Linked DNA regions of Mus musculus: regions 2, 3 and 4 are each linked to region 1. A link is a contact called in public HiChIP or PLAC-seq and promoter capture Hi-C data. All regions are on one chromosome and are shown on one strand. Each heading gives the region's core, a stretch centred on a gene start, on an enhancer-like site or on the middle of the called end of the contact. The rest is flanking DNA. Distances are from core to core; before and after follow the strand shown.

Evidence for each region. Promoter capture Hi-C pulls out the DNA fragments that hold promoters and counts their contacts. HiChIP or PLAC-seq counts read pairs in DNA pulled down with a chosen protein or histone mark. Capture Hi-C pulls out chosen DNA fragments and counts their contacts.
Region 2: a contact with region 1 is called in a promoter capture Hi-C map of pre-B cells, with 5 times the contacts expected there. The contact joins the promoter of Mecr here to the promoter of Pef1 in region 1. A contact is called at or near these places in 4 of 39 promoter capture datasets (the C10 cell line, liver and pre-B cells) and 1 of 484 Hi-C or Micro-C datasets (CD4 T cells).
Region 3: a promoter capture Hi-C map of liver shows a contact between it and region 1, with 2.1 times the contacts expected there. The contact joins the promoter of Trim62 here to the promoter of Pef1 in region 1. A contact is called at or near these places in 2 of 39 promoter capture datasets (both in liver), 1 of 115 datasets of contacts at active chromatin or transcription factors (regulatory T cells) and 1 of 9 other capture datasets (liver).
Region 4: an H3K27ac HiChIP or PLAC-seq map of double positive thymocytes shows a contact between it and region 1, with 4 times the contacts expected there. The contact joins the promoter of Azin2 here to the promoter of Pef1 in region 1. A contact is called at or near these places in 2 of 39 promoter capture datasets (liver and pre-B cells) and 2 of 115 datasets of contacts at active chromatin or transcription factors (double positive thymocytes and thymic regulatory T cells).

What each region holds. Positions count from the first base shown.
Region 1 is chr4:130,105,974-130,108,931 of GRCm38.p6, reverse strand. Pef1 (penta-EF hand domain containing 1) reads right to left here and starts at 1,376. Exons shown (of 5, transcript NM_026441.4): 1 at 1,282-1,376. The coding sequence starts at 1,305. It overlaps Gm40258 (a long non-coding RNA gene), which reads left to right and starts at 814. Exons shown (of 2, transcript XR_868200.3): 1 at 814-1,331.
Region 2 is chr4:131,842,018-131,844,975 of GRCm38.p6, reverse strand. Mecr (mitochondrial trans-2-enoyl-CoA reductase) reads right to left here and starts at 1,505. Exons shown (of 10, transcript NM_025297.2): 1 at 1,298-1,505. The coding sequence starts at 1,473.
Region 3 is chr4:128,882,663-128,885,620 of GRCm38.p6, reverse strand. Trim62 (tripartite motif-containing 62) reads right to left here and starts at 1,577. Exons shown (of 5, transcript NM_178110.3): 1 at 1,044-1,577. The coding sequence starts at 1,451.
Region 4 is chr4:128,960,982-128,963,939 of GRCm38.p6, reverse strand. Azin2 (antizyme inhibitor 2) reads left to right here and starts at 1,485. Exons shown (of 11, transcript NM_172875.4): 1 at 1,485-1,639; 2 at 1,736-1,856; 3 at 2,381-2,577. The coding sequence starts at 2,473.

The DNA of each region.
Region 1 (2,958 bases), core at 127-2,626:
GGTCTTCATATGGGCACAATGGGGGCCCAACTGCTGTGTGGGAGCCAGCAAGATGACTCAGTGGGTAAAGGGGCTTGCTGAAAGGCCCAAGAAGGTTGATCCCCAAGACCCACATGATAGAGAAAAAAATAATTCCTGTGCATGTGCACATGTGTAGCCGCCCTCTCCCCACCCCCAACACACACACAAAGTAAATGTAAGAAATGCTATATAAACCACATAGGCCTTTAAATATCTTTTAGTCTGTGACTATGGCCAATCAAAGCTTGGTAATAACCCATTTGACTTTGCATTCCACTTTCCATACATGAGACTAATCTCTTAAACTACTCTGTGATCAGGACGATTATTTTGTCCAAATTATTTCGAAGTGAGGGGCCTGCTTTGAAAACTCCTACAAAGTGATGTTACACTTTACCGTATAGCATAGCATATGCCTACAGGAATCACATCGTTCTTCCTAATAACTCTGTGAGGGGTGGACTCTTACTACTTGGTCCATTTTATGAGAGGAAACTGGATCAGGAAAAAAAAAAAAAAAAAAAAAAGACTTAAAACTAATGCGGCAAAGATCTGGCTCCACTTTTAACTCAAAACTGCATTTGGCACCTCTATGTCACCTAATTCTGGCCACAAAATAAATCACACTGAAATGATGTTCCCGGCTGGTTCAAGGCAGGCTAGAAAGGAAGGAAGAAGCAGTTGCAGACAACCCAAGTTCTGACCTTGGCTCTGCTGCCTAACTACTTGGTAACTTAGATAAACTCCATATCTTCTCTGGGTTTCACTTTTCCTACGTGTGAAAGGACGCTGGACAACCGTGAGGGGTGTAATCTCACTTCTGGTACCTCCTACCACTGATTGTCCCGAGATTATTCGGTCGCAGGACGGTGCTGAGAGAGTCGGGCAACTTGTTTTTATCAAGTTACGCCCAGAAAGACTCCAAGGGAAAAAGAGCTCTAAACGCCTCGAGAGCACAGAGGACTCCGCCCCACGGAGACCTGAGTTAAGCACCCTGGTCCGGTTCAGCCCGGATCAATTCACAGCAAAACCCCCAAAGCCAGTTTTGCGCAATATAAACAACCCCTCGAGTGGTCCTATGTGACGTAAAACGAGCGCGACGGACTGGCCCTCCTGTTTCTCGCTCACACAGAGTCTTGTTGAAGTAAACCTCTGCGTGAAAAGGCTGCGGATCAAGTGGGGAGAAAGAGCCGAGGATGGAGAGTGGTACCGGATCTATAGACAAGCCCAAATATTGACGCAGGGGCCACTACAACTCACCTGTCCGTTTGGATAGCTGGCCATGGCGGTTATGACGTCACACAACTGTGGTAGGCGGAGTTTCCTGCTCCCAATGCCGCTCCTGGTTGGATTTTGGGGCGGGTCCGATTGTGATTGGACGGACAGGCTGTCAATCTTCCGGTCAACAAACGGAAGTCACAGGCGGTGAGCTGGTACCTTACAGAGGGCTGGGTAGGAGTGTCCGGAAGTGTTGTTGACCGTAGTGGCTCGTTTGTTTTTATTTTTCGTGACCTGCAGCGGACCTCGGGCCTGGCCAGCTGTAGTTATCTAATGGGGAGACTTGGTCAGTTGTTTCTGTGGTGGCCATATTATAACCTGGCAAGGCCATATTATAACCTGACGCATATTAGTTACGTCACTGTCGTGATCACTTTACTTCTAACGCCCAGGCGGTTGCCATGGCTACTGAGAACTTAAGCCTTTCCTGGAATGCAGGTGCCATTTAGAACGTGGGTACTAAACAGACCCGTGGACAGTGGAGAAAGGTCAGACCGCCAGAAGAGAAGGAAAATTAAGATGTCACGGTGCTCCTATCTTTATGTATGGGGAAACTGAGGCTCAGAAAGGCAATGACTTAGTTACCTAAACTCACAGTGAGTTCCTCAGCAAAGTACGGCCTAGAACTAGTGTCAGTAGATGACTAGGTCTCAACAAGGAGGTTTTATTCCCTCTGTAGGTCAAATCACAGTTCCTAAGTTACCAACTTTCCTGTACTTGGCTCTTGGGGTTTAGGTTCTAAACTTGGTTGCATGTTTATTTGATTAGTTACATTCCCACGTGGCCGGGCCTGGTGGCACATGCCTTTAGTCTCAGCAGGCAGAAGCAAGCATACATACATAGACAGTTCCAGTCTAGCCATGGCTGCATAATGAGGCTCTGTCTCAAACAACAACAGCAGCAGCAGCAACAACAAAAACTCTCATGTGGACAAGAATTGTGTTTGATTTGCTTATAATTGTATCCCCAGTATCTACAGTGCCAACACTATACTTTTTAAATAAAAAGTCCTGAGCTTTCAATCTAGCCAGGCACTTTCCACAGTCCCACTGCTGATCGTGGTACTGGCCATAGGACAGTCTGCAAAGCACGGTCCTCATCCTTACCTGCAGAGGAAGACAAGTCTGGTGATCCAGTTCCTTCGTGATCTGGCCCAGCCTTACCCACCAGCGCCCCGCTGGCTTATTTCTTTGCTCAGCTTCCCCCTCAGCACTGGCGTTAGTGAGCAGATCCTGTTGTTCGTTTTCTTTTTTAAACAGTTTCTAGCTGTGTGATCTTGAAGAAGTCATTTAACCTCTCTGAGTCACAGTTTTCTGGAATACAACTTAGGAAAATGCTAACTTAAAAATGAACTAGTCACAGCCTCTCACACTCAGGGTTACAACACTCATTCATAAAGACCAATGGCCTCTCACATCTACTCCTCCTGTCCCACCCTCTCTTTAACACCTCCCCCCATGGCTCCCAGCTCATTAGCCACTCCTCTCAGTCCCTCCAGTACTGCCACTGTGTCGCAGTCTAGCCCAGCGTAAGAATTCTCTGATCATTTCCACAAAACTCATCCTTCCTGTCTCAGAAAATAAAATATATATATGTATGTATATATAATCAATCATCTGGTTTTGCTCCATGTTCCAACCACCCCTCTGCTCCAGGACC
Region 2 (2,958 bases), core at 256-2,755, 1.7 Mb before region 1:
CATTTAGGAGGCAGAGGCAGGCCATCCAGGGCTACAAAGACCCAATCTCAAACAAACAAACATACATACATATAACCAAAGGAGCTCCCTCCCCCATTAGAAGCAGGCAACTTCAGCCCCAGTGCTGGGGGCTGGGGGTGGCAGAGGTAGAAGGATCACTAGAAACTCCAGGTCAGCCAAGGCTACTCAACATGTTCTAGGCTAGCTGGGACCATACAGGGAGACCTTAAGAAGGGAAGAAATAATAATAATAAGATGCATGTTGGTAAGCCCAACTTGTCCACTTTTTGTTTGTTTTTGAGGCAGGGTCTCAATATGTAGTTCAGGCTAGCATTACATTCACAATCTTCCTCCCTTAGCAAGTGCTGGGACTACAGGCACACACCATGCGCATCCCCTAAACTGTATTTGAAGATTTTTTTTTAAATTTTTATGTATTTTTACTGTGAGTGTGTATTTTGAGACAAAGGCTCATTATGCAACCCATGTTGGTCTCAAACTCATAACCCTTTTACCTCAGCATCCTGGGATTATGAAACAACTCCTTTTTGCTTGTTTGTTTTGAGACAGGGTCTCTCTCTATAGTCCTGGCTATCCTGGAACTGACTATGTAGACTAGACTGGCCTTGAACTCACAGAGATCTGCGGGCCTCTGCCTCACTAGTGCTGGGATTAACGGCACATGCCATCAAGCTGGGTTTAAACAACTCGTCATAATTAGGCCAAGATGCACACATGGCTTGGTGGAAGGGAACTCGCATGAGAAACAGGTGAATTCCGGCACCTATTCCAATCACTAATTAGCCGTATCATTTTAGACAAGCCCCTCGGCCTCTGTGAAAGGCAAACAATAATCTCCTATTTAAAAACAGGTGTAGAATCTAGGTAGGCTGTCAGACCGTATGTTCAAATTTCTATTCTCACTGGCTGGGTGACTTGGGGCAAATGTTAATTTTAACTTTCTTATGCCTCGCTTTTCTCATCTGAAAAAAAAATGCAATAAATACCCCCAGACTGTTGCTGTGACAAATAGTCGGAAGCATCCACTGAGACAAAGGAGTGACTGCCACAATCTTCAAACCAATATGGGTCAGTAAACTCTGGCACCGGTGCCTCGCGGGTCCTTGGCCGCCGGAAAGCACCGGTGTCGGGTCAGCAAGCACGCCCTGGGGTCTCGGCATCTGTAGGACAGCAGAACCCTCTTCCTCGGACCCTGTCCTCTCCTGGCAGTCCGCCGCCCGCCTCAAAACCCTCCAGGAACCCCAGCTCCCTCCCCGGTGGCGGCGCCGACTCTTACTGGACGACCTTGGCTGGATCCCCATGGTTGCCATAGACCAGCGCCCGCACCCGTGACGGCTCAGAGAGAGCGGAGTAGGAGGATGTGGTCCGGCCGTGGCGGTACCAAGCCTCGAGGAGACCCGCAAGCTGAGGTGCCCGGGCTCGCGCCCCTGTCACTCGCTGGCTGACCAACATGCTGCTTCCAGCACTGGCAGAATCCGGCGCTCTGGACTACGTCATTCGTCCGCGACAGCAAGCCTGAGCCCCGCCCCGCTCGTGACCGCGCCCCCTTCTTTAAAAGAGGCCGCTCGCTCTCTGCCCAGGTATTGGTGTAGGGTTTCTCCCGGACTGGTGTGAGGATTGAGGGTGGGCTACGTAAGGTATTCAGAGACCTGGAGAAGTTGCACAGCTAGCCAAAGCAGCCTACCCATGAAGAGAGTTCAGAACTGGCTTAAAGCTGTGACTGCTGCTTGTCGCGTGGTGTTTCCGGGAAGTCATTTACATTCTGGCCTCAGTATCCCCTTTGCACTCTTTATTGAGATACCACTGTGCCAGACTTTTTAAAGTATCATTTCATCTTCAGTTCCCCCAGAACAACACAAAGACTTTATCAGCCCAGCATCACCACCATCATCAGTTTTTCGAGACAGGTTTCTTTGTGTGTTCCAGGCTGTCCCTCTGTAGACCAGGCTGGCCTCAAATTCAGAGATCCGCTTGCTTCTGCTTCCCAAGTGCTGTGATTAGAGGCATGCTCTACCAAGACTTGGGGACTTCTTTACCCAGAGTTAACATACCAGGAATACCAGGCTCAAATCCTAGCAGCTCTTTCCTAGCTTGGGCAAGTGAGCGCAACTTGGAGCCTATTTCTCATTGATGCCATGAAAATGATATACCTCATTTCAGACGGTTGTGAGGAATGGATAAAACATTAGAAGAAGCCGGGTGGTGGTGGCGCACGCCTTTAATCCCAGCACTTGGGAGGCAGAGGCAGGCGGATTTCTGAGTTCGAGGCCAGCCTGGTCTACAAAGTGAGTTCCAGGACAGTCAGGGCTACACAGAGAAAATCTGTCTTGGGAAGAAAAATAAAAACAAAACATTAGAACAATGTTAAGGAAAAATAAAAACAAAACATTAGAACAATGTTAAGGTTGACAGGATAATACATTGTAAAACCATCAAGCTGTTCAGCTATGAGAGGGGTCCCATGAAGGAAGATGTCGTTTAAAATGCTCACAGCATACAAAGAGATTGGGTGGGAAATGAAAATTCTTTGTAAAAGGTATTAACCTGGAAAGACGCAGGTTCTTAGTTTTGGTGGAAAAGAAACATCAGCATAAATAACCCGTCCGTGGAACATTTGTGTACATGCAAGTGTGCACTGTTGCAGGCTGAAGAAAGGGAGCAAGGAAGTGCTGCAGGAGGCAGTCCTTCCATTCCCAAACTGCGTGCATGGAAATCAGATGAGGTTCCATTTTAGGACTCCTGATTTAGAAACATGGAGAGAGGTACACGATCCAAAGGTATACATTCTTAGACGTTCCCCAGAGTCCGGTGATGTGGTAGCCCAGGAAATAAGTATCAGAGAGCGTTTGAAAGACAAAGATGATTGACCCAAAGCTTGCCGTGGGAAACAAATTTTTCTCTGAGGAGGAGAGCCCACCAAAGCATAGAGATTAAGGT
Region 3 (2,958 bases), core at 328-2,827, 1.2 Mb after region 1:
GCACACAGACAATAAAATAATTGATTATTGATATCAATACTATCTTATTGATAGAAGACATCCAGGAAAATGTAGTTCTCAGCACGTGTATCTACCTATATTTCTTTCTCTCTATACAAACACACACACACACACACACACACACACACACACGACAATGGAGCTTGAGGAAAGGAAAATGTTTGGGTGGGGTCTTAGAGTATTAAACACACTGACCAGGGTCTTGCCCTCTTGTCAATGACAACGGAAAGGTTTAGGGGAGACTAGCTGCAGTTAAGGGCTATGTCCAATTGAGTACTCAAAGATTCGGATGTAGAAGACAAGAGGGGTCATCACCAGGCCTTGGGAATTCCTAGAAGCTTGTCTTCCCCTCCTCCAAATCTTGTCTAATTCTCCAAATCTTGAATCTTTAATTCCTGGTTCCACTCTCAATTGGCCCCTACTCTGGTTTAAATTTTAAAAAAAAGGTTCTTGTCATATCTGAACTTGAGGCCGACCTTAGACTCTCACCTCACATACCTTGATCTAATCTTGGCACCCAAACCTGCCCTCTGAACAATTTGCACGTCTTAAGCTTAACTCTCACTTTCATCATCCAACCGAGGCCCAGGCCTCACTCTAGATCTCAATGAACACCTGGAGCAGCAAGCCGCATCCCACAATGCCCCAAACATTCCAGAATTCTGTAGCTGCATTTAGAGTAGCTCACCCCTCCCACACACCCCACTTCGACTCCCAGGTTAGCTTTGATAGTGGTCCTTCCTTTGCCCAAAAGTCCAGAAGGAGCTGCTGTCTCCCATTCTGTCTCAGCCTCAGCCAGCATCTGGTCCAGCTGTAGCTTCCTCTCTCCATCATCCTATCCCACCTCGACCTGTCTCCCATCCAGATCTCTCTCAAGCCCATTTGACACAGTGATGCTCAAGGGACCCGCCCCTGCCCCGCCCCTCACAGGAGCCACGCCCCTTTGGCATTAAGCCGGCCTGTGGCCCTTGCCCCTATTGGAACCCTGACCCCACCTACAGCCCCGCCTGTCCGCCTCGCACCTGCAACTCCTCGAAGGCATCGTCGATGCCAGTGACCTGGTGTTGCTCGTGCAGCGCGGGCTCATCACAGAAGAAGCAGAGCAGTGCGCGGTCCGTGAGGCAGAAGAGCTTGACCTTGTCGTGAGCCTGGCAGGGTCGCGCGGCTCGGCGCGCGTTGAGGATGGCGTCCAGCGGGAAGGCGCTGTAGCGCTCCACGATGTTGGCCAGCTTGAGGCTGGGCGCGAGCGCGGGCTCGGCGAACGTGCGCCGGCACTCCGGGCAGTCGCGGGCGCCCTGAGCCTCCTGCCGCACCCAGTGCTCGGTGATGCAGCGGCGGCAGAAGTAGTGCTCGCAGCCCAGGCTCACCGGGTCCTGGTAGATGCTCAGGCAGATGGAGCACAGCAGCTCGTCCTTGAGGCTGCACGCCATGGCGCCAGGGGCGGCGCGAAGCGGAGCCCGGGAGGCCGGCGGCCGGCGCGGCGCGATTGGGGGCGGTACCCGGGGGCCAGGCCCACGGGGGCACGGGCGACAGGCGCCGGGGAGCGCGGGGGGAGCTGTCTGCGACGCCGGAGGCGCGAGGGCTCGGTGCCGAGTGGGTGCCACCCGGGATGCGAGCACCGGAGCTCGGTTTCGAGGTCCTAGGTGGCCACCAGCGATGGGCGCTGGAGGAGAGAGGCCGAGGGCGTCCCAAGGAAGGGGCTCCAGGCGAGGAGGATCTAGAGGACCAGACACTCCCAAGGGATAGATGCTGCGAGGAGGAGATCCCGAAGAGGGGCGGAATCCCGGGACCCGAAAAGCTTTGAGAGGGGGTCGAGCTGGGGATGGGGAATTCTGCGGGACAGAGCAGCCAGACCCAGCCGCACCGCGGCTTTGCCCGGCAGAGCAGAGGAGGGGTGCCGGCCCACTCAGCTGCCCGACCCTGGCCGCAGATCCCGGCCCCGCGCGGCCCCTTACCCGCACCAGCTCAGCGGCCACCGCTTCGGTCCAGCGCAGCCTCTCAACCCGGAACCAGCCGAGCCGAACTGCCCGGCGCCCAGGCTCCCTCTCCGCCCCCGCGGGCGGGACCCGAGCCGCTCCGCCCCCGCGGCGGGCGGGGGGAGGGGAGGGGCCTCCAGACCCCGCCTCGCTGCCACTGTGCTCCTGACCCCCAGGGACGGGAAAAACAGCTGTTTCTTCTGGGTCTGCACAGCTGTCAGGTTTGTTTAGGGTCCTGGCGGCAGGGGGCGAGAGGACAGCTAATGAAGAAAAAGTGAGAAGATAGCACCTAAGGAACATCTCTCCGGATGATCAATTTGAAGAACTAAGGGCAATAATAACTGAGTATTAAGACAAGACGGTGCTCTGTAGTCTGCATAGAATATATAATGTTTGCATAGATTGTAGTGATAAAATTAGAGACTTGCCCTGTTGGCATGGGCTAAGTTCAAAGTCGCCATTCTCCTAAACCTTTAGGTTCTATTTCCTCTTCCCTTTCTAAGGAGGGCTCTTAGTAGAAGATTGTGGAGAGAACCCTGCCTAACGTCTAGCTCAAAGGTTCTTTCCATTCATCGGATGTTTCTGCATTGCTGTGTGAGCATGTGTGTGAGTGTGTGTGTGTGTGTGTGTGTGTGTGTGTATAAGAAGTTGGAGTAAGAAAAAAAGTATAATGGGAGACCTTGTCATCTCTGCCAGATGGAGGGGAGGAAAGGGATTTCTAAGAAGGTGAAAGAGAGAGACAGACAGACAGAGAGACAGACAGAGACAGGGAGAACAGAAGCATGAGTGGGGGGGGGCACATGGAGACCTGCATGCTGTTCTGTTCTGTTCTGTTCTGTTGAGAGTGGGATAAGGAAGAAGTTTGGGGAAGGTGAAAGGCATGGGCATCTTAGAGAAGAATTTCTTGAAGGTGTTGGGCTTTCGAGCAGAAAAATGGCCTGCCTTGGTTTGGGTTTCTTGG
Region 4 (2,958 bases), core at 236-2,735, 1.1 Mb after region 1:
CGTGGGTTCTAGGAATTGAACCTGGTCCTTCGAAAGAGCAACAAGTGCTCTTAACCTCTGAGCCATCTCTCCAACCCTACCAAGGGTTTTCTTAAAATTTGTAATTTTTTTTCTTGTTTTTTTGAGACAGGATTTCTCTGTGTAGCTCTGGTAGTAGATCTCTGTGTAGAATAGGCTGGCTTCGAACTAAGAGATTTGCTGGGATTAAAGCTATGGGCCACCATGCCTGGCTTAAAACTTGTAAACTCTTTTTTTTTTTTTTTTTTTTTTTCCGAGACAGGGTTTCTCTGTATAGCCCTGGCTGTCCTGGAACTCACTTTGTAGACAAGGCTGACCTCGAACTCAGAAATCCGCCTGCCTCTGCCTCCCAAGTGCTGGGATTAAAGGCGTGCGCCACCACATCCGGCTAAAACTTGCAAACTCTTAACGTAGTATACATAACAGGTACAACAGGGCATTAATCATATGTGTATAACTCAAGGAGCGCGCGCGCGCACACACACACACACACACACACACACACACACACACACCTGTAACCATTACCAAGCACCGGAAAGGTTCCATTCTGTCTCTTCCCAGTCAGCAGCCACATGCGCAGAGACAAGCAGCATTCGGACTTCTACCCGGAGAACTCTTGAATTAGCTTCTGAGCAACACCCTGCGCATGCTAAGCACTCCAAGGAGCCCGGCTCTCAGTCCCTGCCCTTGGAGTGCACAAAGCTGAGATGTTTTATCAGGCAAAAAAAAAAAAAAGGAAAGCAGGTGCGGGTATCTCAGCAACTGATATTAAGGCTCAAGGGAAGGAGGGGAGGGGTCAGACAGAGACAAGGACTGTGAGTCCCATTGCGTTTCGGGGCCAGGGATGGTCCGATAGAGGAAGATATTACACTGGACTCTGATGGATGAACAGGGATTTGTGTATAGAAGAGGAGACATGCTTTGAGTCGAAGCCACATTTCACCAGAGTCTTGTGGATTCTGAGAATGAAGGCATCACCCCGAGCTCGTGAAGCCACAAAAATTCTATTTGAATACATTTTAGCTGGCATTTGAGTTGGGAGTTTAAAATGCCTAGAAGAGGCGATTAAGTAAAAGGTCATATTACAAAATAAGACAGGAGAGGTTTGGGCTCCAAGGGCGGAGCCAGAACTTCACCAGGGGAGGAGCAGGGGGCCATCGACTTCAGCCAGGGACAGAAAAGTTTTCCGGAGTCACTTTTTGAGACGCAGGACGCAGGATCTGCGGCTCAGACCACGTAGACGCCTAGGATTCGAAGGATTTCCCCGCGTGGACCTCCGCGGACATCAGTCAGCCAGCTTGCTTAGCTGCGCAGCTTTGCGGAGCAGCCTCGCAGGGCTGAATGCTTTATGTCCGAATCGACCAATGGGCTGGCGGCACCCGGTTGCCCTGGCTACGGAGCAGGCAGGGGCGGGGCCAGGGCACCGGGGCGGGGCTAGGGCGGGGCTTATATAAGCGAGCGGCGGGCGCAAGGCGGGGCGTGGGGTCGGTGGCTGCTGGGCGCGCGGGGCGCAGGCCGCGGGGCCGGAGCCGGGGGGAGCGAGCGAGCGGAGGCGCCGAGGATCCGATTCACTCGCTGGGGAGACCTATGGGCCGAAGCCGTGTAAATGCGTTTTAAGGCGAGTGCAGGAGATGGCTGGGGGGGAGCCTCGGGGAGCGGGCGTCCTCGGCTTTGGGCGCTGACCCTTCCCCCGGCCCCCCTTGCCTCCTCTCAGCAGGGGCCTCGGCTCCGCAATTGCCACTCCTCCTCGGGGTGTTGCACAAGTTTCGAGGTCACCGGCGACCCCCCCTAGCAGCGCGCCTGGCTCTGGCCCCCGCGAAGGAGGACGGGGCTTGGTAAGGAGGCCTGGGGTTGGGGTGCGGGACCCCCGCCCTGCACTTGAGAGAGCCGTCCCGCGGACAGAACCCACCCGTGGCTCATAGAGCATTCTTAGTGTGTCAGGACCAACCTTTTATAAATGGGGAAACTGACCCAAGGTCATGAAGCAGAGAGCCGACTCGAACTCAAGCTCACGGGTTTTGTTTTTTTTTTTTTTGGCCCTTTAGGTAGGTGTAGTCTGGACTGGAGAAATCCTTCAATTGGAAGGAGACTTCCCCAACTAGGTTTCTCAGATCTGTCCCCACATTTTTTTTCTTCCAATTTCAAATTTCAGAACTGGAAAAGAACTCCAAACCAATCCCATTTAACAGATGGGGGTAATTGAGGCTCTAGCAGACATAACTTCACCATTCCCAGCGAACCTCGGCTTCTCAGGCTTGGGCAAGGGCACAGAACATGACTGGGCAGGGACCGTAGGCCTGGGGAGGTGAGGGATGCAGCCTGTTCCCCAGCGGTTTCCTCCATCTCCCTCTCCCCACAGTGTGTTGCATACTTTCTAAGGCGGTGGCCAAGGCAGCCAGCGGTGCTCCAAGGCAGCGGTTTCCTCCAGCCCCTGGGCTCCTCCTGCTCAGCATGGCTGGCTATCTGAGTGAATCGGACTTTGTGATGGTGGAGGAGGGCTTCAGCACCCGGGATCTGCTGGAGGAGCTCACTCTGGGGGCCTCCCAGGCCACCTCGGTGAGGGGATGGAAATGGGTGTGGGTTGGTTGCCTGTCCTCTTCTCTGTAGGAGACCTCCCATTCTCTCGGTATTGGTATTTGTTTACTTGATATTTACTAGATTGTCCCCTTTATCTCCAATTCTTGGTCCTTGCCCCCACATCTGCCCTCCCTGTGTTTCCTGACTTGAGAAAAGAACAGTATCTCCACCTTCACGGTCTCCCCAGCACTCCAGGTGGGAACTTCGGAGTACCTGCCTTTTGCGCTCTCCCCTTCTACACTCAGGCATACCCAGCTCCAGGAACTTCACGGGAGAACCTCCCTTGTGGTTGGTCCTCTTCTCTCCGAAGCCCCCAGGACCTTCTCCTGTTTCTCCCACCTGCTGCAAGTCTCCGGAACA